Regions from separate parts of the Gossypium hirsutum genome. Here region 1 is linked to region 2. Evidence: chromatin contacts called from public Hi-C data. All regions are on one chromosome and are shown on one strand. Each heading gives the region's core, a stretch centred on a gene start, on an enhancer-like site or on the middle of the called end of the contact. The rest is flanking DNA. Distances are from core to core; before and after follow the strand shown. Region 1 has its middle 3.0 kb from the start of TRNAD-GUC. Region 2 holds the start of LOC121209984.

Region 1 (2,989 bases), core at 455-2,954, 39 kb before region 2:
AAAGTTTTGTCTTTTGACTCTACAAAGAGCCTCGAAGGTTCATGGTCGAGTGGTACCATGTCTTCTTACTAAGGCTACTCATGCCTTGGTTGGTAGTTTGATCCCCTGTGCACGTATCTGCCTTGATTAATTATCTACACGCCATTCAAGTATGTTTTCTCTCCACCAATCTAGGTGCTTCCACTCTATGAAACCTCGGGGCTCTCTGCAGAGTCAAAAGACAAAACTTGGACCATCCTAGGCTTGGGATAATACATTCGATGGTTTAGGGTCTACTCAATTGCTCAACAGACGACACTTCGAAGACTTTTCTTGAAGGAGTCGACCCCCCTCAACCAGTTTATATAAAAAAAAAGAAATAAGATAAAAAGTATTTTCAAAATAATATCTATTCTTTATAAAATAGTAATTTTTTGATAATTTTACAACTGAATTAAATCTTAATTGATGAGTGACATCAGCTCAATGAAACTCTTAAATATATATAATAGATAATATAAATTATGATGAGCTGCATGCAGATATTATCACAACTTTTATAGGTAGTCAATCGCACGTGACTAAAAGGATTAGTGATGAAATGACTCTTATTTTTTTAATAAAAACTTGTATTTTAAAAGTTATAGTTTATCGTGTTTTCTCAAATTTGTTCAACTGATTTCATTTAAAATTAGTTGTAATAGCTTGGGGACTCCATTAGGAATATTATTCAGAAGCCTAAACTTAATTATGAGTTGTTCAAATATTTGATTAGTTGAATCAGTGTTTAATTATATAATCCCTTTAATTTTGTAAACAAATATTTTAAAAGTTCTCTCTCAATGCATTCATCTATATTTTTGTACATGTTTTCTTTATCTACTACATACTACATATTTCTAGAGTTTAAGTGTTTCAAAATTTTTGTTGTGTTATTTATTTTCGGGTTTTAATATTAGTAAAAGGTTTGCGAGGTCGTTTTTATACACTATTCACTTACATCTTATATAACATAAATTTTATATTAAGATTTTCGTTTAATTCAGTGGGAGTAAAAAAATACTACGCTTTTATGAGTAAACTATCGAAATACTTTTGAAATACATACACTTTATGTCTTTATGAGTAACCCTTTGTGTAGACAAAAGGAAATGTATTTCCTCAAATTGAAATCGTAAACCTATGAAGATCGGAAATCCTTATTAGTGACAACAAAGATAAGTCGAGTACTTTTATAAAATGCAAACAACCTATAATTAACCGGAAGAACCCATCCGAGTAGAGCCATGTCGAACCTTTGTCACCAAAATAAGTGCACAAAATGAAAGGTTCTTACAATGGGCTTGTTATTTTATAGCTTTTGTATCCCATTCATTTCTACGATAGAATCAGTTTAATTTGTAAATAAATTTGTTAAAGTATTTTAGATTTTTCCACACGTTTTTATTGTAAATATTTGTGCTTCAACTTGTCTCCATAACATCCATCATGTTAACCACATTTATTCCATGCACGCATACATTCATAATATGCATTTAAGAAGTAGTGATTGGCTGAGCTTTTTAAGTGGGTTTCTCTTTCAAATTAGAATTGTAAGAATCATTGAATGCCACCGTTAGTGTTTGTGTAAAACCAGAATCATGGAAGGAAACCCATTGCCTAAAATGGAACAAACCAGAGATACCCAAGAAGAAAACCAAGAAAAGGTTGCGTGAATTAAGAGGAAATTAGGGAACAGATTGCTAAACTGATGGATCTGATGTCTGTTACGGTTAAGGAAAACGGGTATCTTAGAAACATTGTTATAGATGGAGATAAAAGGTAGAGTCACCTAGTCGAATTCCCTGATGGCCAATGTTCTTATGAAATGCACCCCCAAGTAGTTCCACCAACTAACAGCGTACCATTTATCTATATTAATCCAACAAAAGCAACACATCAGGATCCAAGGATTATAAGGTTTACCTTAATCGACCCAATTATGTCGAACATGGTTGAGCCCACCAAATAGAAAGAGTTGAGAAGCAGTAATGTTGCACTACTTGAATCACTAGAAGCCCAAGACAAGTATCAGTTATTTGCGGTCGATTAAAAGCATGGAAGAGCTTAGTGGAATAGATGCAAGAGAATTCCACTAAGCTTTGTATTTGATTTGATTGTTTTGCAGAAATTCCAAACTCATAATTTTGAGAGTATGACACAGGACCAATTGCCCTTCGGCCCAAATTAAAATGTTCTATAAAAATAAGACTAGGCACGTGAATGATGACATACTCTTGATACATTATTTTTAAGATAGTCTCACAGGATATGCTGTAAGGTGGTATAATTAGTTAAGTTGGAATAAAATAAGGTCAAGATAGGATTTGGCTAAAGCTTTTCTTGATTAATATAAACATATGTCCTATATAGTTCGAAGTTATTTATTCCTGTAAAGCATGGCAGAAGAAGCTCATGAAAGCTTCAGACAATATTCTCAAAGATGGAGAGACACATCAGCACAAGTGCAATCACCACCAACTAAGAGAGAGACTACAATGTCGTTTGTGAGTACTTTGCAACCCCGTACTACGATAAAATTGTTGGTAGAGCCACGAGCAACTTTAAAGATATAGTACTCTCAAGGAAAATGGTTGAAAAATACTATAAAAGAGTGGGAAAGTCAAAAGAATATAAAGCATCCATCATTAAGGGACTCAAAGGATCCGAAGCAAGAGAAGATTTCCAAGCAATGATAAGTAGCGAATTATGTTCTCATGACCCCTCGTTTTACCCTCCCAAGAACAATGCTTTCCACGGGACAACTCATGTCTGATAGTCCTACAATATCATCACTTAACAGCTTATCATCAAGGCCTTATTCATGCCCCACCTTTTGTGGTACATGCACGTCTACTTGCTGCAAGTTGGTATAGTTAGTTAAGTTGGAACATGATAAGATTATGGATGGACTTGGCTAAGGCATTTTTGGATCAATATAAACATGTGTCTTACATGTTTCCGAATCATT
Region 2 (3,134 bases), core at 430-2,929:
TCATTTTCTCCACTTCCATCTCTGAAGCAGCTTTGCTATCTTGGACATCAAGCACTGAAGTTTTATTTTCTGCTTGTGAGAATGCCTCTTCATGTGACTTTCTAGCGTCGCAAACCTCTTCAAGTAAACGAGCTTCTTCAATTGTTTTCTGCAACTCTATTTCTATATTTTTTTTATCAAATTCCATCTCATTCTTCTCTTCAGCAAGTTGAGACAAATCATTTTTCTTGTCCCTCTTCCTTAAGCACGTCTTCATCAAAAACAGTATATATATATATTAAAGCTTTTGTCGATTTTCTTGTTTTACTTATAACCCATCCACGGATTTCTCATTCATAATGGGCATGGCTTTATTTTCATTCTGATATAAATATATGGAGAAAGTCTTAGTTTTTTAGCTTTCAAACCAAACCCAATTTTTTTTGCTTCCCTTCTCTGCTTCTTTGTTTAAATTTTTACAATAAGTTATTATTACGGTTGTTCAATCACAGTTGTATCCTGAAAACTTGAGTTTACTACATTGGCCCATGTGTGCCCTTGCGTGGCTTTATTTTCATTCTGATATAAGTATATGGAGAAAGCCTTAGCTTTTTAGCTTTCAAACCAAACCCCATTTTTTTTGCTTCCCTTCTCTGCTTCTTTGTTTGAATTTTTACAAGAAGTTATTATTATGGTTGTTCAATCACAGTTGTATCCTGAAAACTTGGGTTTACTACCTTGGCCCATGTGCGCCCTTAAGGATTGGATGCCACCAATCCCTGCACCACCAAAAATAGTATATATATATTAAACTTCTCTATTATTGTTACGTGGTACACCTGTTAGTGATTCTTGTCTCTTCTTTATTTATCCTAATGTTTCCCCTTTTTGATTTTAATGTCTGAAGCGACAAGAGCAGCTATTTAAATCCATCCAAAAGCAAGAGGTAATTTAATGTCTCTAAAATTACCTTTATTCATTTTGAAAAGATAGTCCTAATCAATTATCCTTTCTATATCCTCGTTATTGTTTACCATGGATCTTTGAGAATTTTTTCTTTAGTGTTAATCTTATGGCTTTCATCCATTCGTGATATATTATTCTTATTTTTTATGAAACTATATTATTATATCTAATTATATATTTATGGTTTTATGTCGGTTGACATTTAAAATCAAAATAATAATAATAGATGGTAAAGACACGAAATTTTGTGGAGGGAGATAGTACCTTAGCAACAAAAGCTATTTGGAATGATGAGCTGACATTGATATTTTGTGAACTTTGCGTGAATAAAGTTAATGCTGATAATAGACCGACTACTCATCTAAACTCAAAAGGATGGAAAATGCCATTGCCCTTTTTCAAGCAAAAACACAAAAAAACTATAAAAAACCTCAATTGAAAAATAAATGGGATACATTAAAAAAGGAATAGAGGTTATGGAGGGAGTTGCTTAAGGAATCTACAGGTATTGGATAGTGTCCATCTAAGAAGACAATCGATGCTACCGAAGAATGGTGGGCTGAAAAAATACAAGTTAGTGTTAAATTTATCATTATTTTAATGTATACAGTTTATTGAATTTAATAATTTAGAATTATAAAAATCTTAGTATAACATTTAACATGTTATGTAGGAAAATCTTGATTTTAAAGGATTTAAGAAGAAAGGAATTGAACCACGATTGAATGAGTTAATGTGGCAAATGTTTGGTGGCATTGTAGCCACCGGAGAGAATGCATGGGCACCTTCGTCTGGTGTTCTTCCAAGTGGGGTTCCTGTGGGAGATGATACACTTAATGAGGGATTTGGTGATTCAGATGAACATAGTAATGAGAATGAAAGTATTCCTCCTAATGAGGTACCATCAAACCCTTCTCAAGTAACTCCTAATCAAAGAAAGCAAACACTTGGGGTTGTATACGGTAAAGGGAAAAAATCAAGTTCAAGTAGAAAATCATCAAGAAATACGTTAACTACTCATATTGAGAAATTGTGTGACAGTATGGCTAGTCTAAGGAAGTCAATGAATGAAATTATTTTTCCTCACTCTCAATATAATATTTCAAATGCAATGGATGCTTTGCGTGCTTTGGGAGATGAAATGCCAAAAAAAGATGAACTGTACTATTTTTTTCATCAAAATGTTCCAAATACCGATGAAACGAGAAGTCTTTTTGAACTTAGGTCCAGATGTTAGGGTTTGGTGGCTTCGACGTGAGTATGCTGAACAAAATCCAATTGCGTCATTTTCATCCTTGGTAGCAACATCCTCATTTCCCTTCCAACCATACCATCAACCACCTCCACCATAAGCTCCTTAGAATTATTATTGTAATATAACTATACTACTTTTTTTATATGTAAAACTAATGAATGATATTTTTTATGTTTGGTATTTTTATGCTATGCTTTTATTCAAGTTTCTGTGTTGTATAGAACGTCACAAAATATTAATTTATTTTCATTTGATTACTTTTTTAGGTTATGGATGAATTTAATAATATGTATAATAGTTTTTATATGAATTATGATACCCCCGAATTAAGTGAAGAACTCAACGAAGAATAGCCACAATTGTTACCCAAGTTGAGAACAACAATTATCATGAAGAGGAAGAATATGTGCTAAGCAGTGTATTGTTACATCATGAAACTTATTCACTATGCAACCGCGTATGGATTCAAATTATACAGGTCAAATGTGGGTGGACGAAGTATTAAATGGGCATGATGATCGTTGCATGAATAGTTTTAGGATGCCAAAAAATATATTTCACAGCTTGTTGCATGATTTGCAAACAAATTATGGCTTATAGCATGGGAAAGTATCAGCGATAGAGAAATTAGCATTATCATTGTACATTCTTGGAAATAGAGAATCAAATTCAAATGCAACGGAGCGATTTCAATGATCTAGGGAAACTGTTAGTCGAATTTTTACTGATATGTTACATATATTTGCTCGAATGGGAATAGACACGATTAAACCCACTGAAGGTCAATTCGAGGAAGTACCGAGCCATATTTGACATGATACAAGATATTGGCCTCACTTTAAGGTAAAATTTACACAATCTTTATATATTTAAAATATAAATTATTTCTAAGTTTTATCTCATTACTTGTATTTATTTTAAAGGATTGTATTGG

The links. A called contact is a pair of places that touch in the nucleus more often than the background predicts.
Region 1: a Hi-C map of leaf shows a contact between it and region 2, with 2.5 times the contacts expected there. The contact joins the enhancer-like site here to the promoter of LOC121209984 in region 2. A contact is called at or near these places in 22 of 34 Hi-C or Micro-C datasets (anther, callus, fibers and 6 more).

What each region holds. Positions count from the first base shown.
Region 1 is chrA11:23,121,771-23,124,759 of Gossypium_hirsutum_v2.1, reverse strand. No RefSeq gene overlaps it. Among protein-coding and RNA genes, the nearest start is that of TRNAD-GUC, 3.0 kb to the right of the region's middle. Within about 2 kb of position 1,704, at least 1 of the 9 cell types and tissues checked has an H3K27ac peak or open chromatin away from gene starts, as enhancers often do.
Region 2 is chrA11:23,082,979-23,086,112 of Gossypium_hirsutum_v2.1, reverse strand. LOC121209984 reads left to right here and starts at 1,679. Exons shown (of 1, transcript XM_041082042.1): 1 at 1,679-2,182. The coding sequence starts at 1,679. The coding sequence ends at 2,182.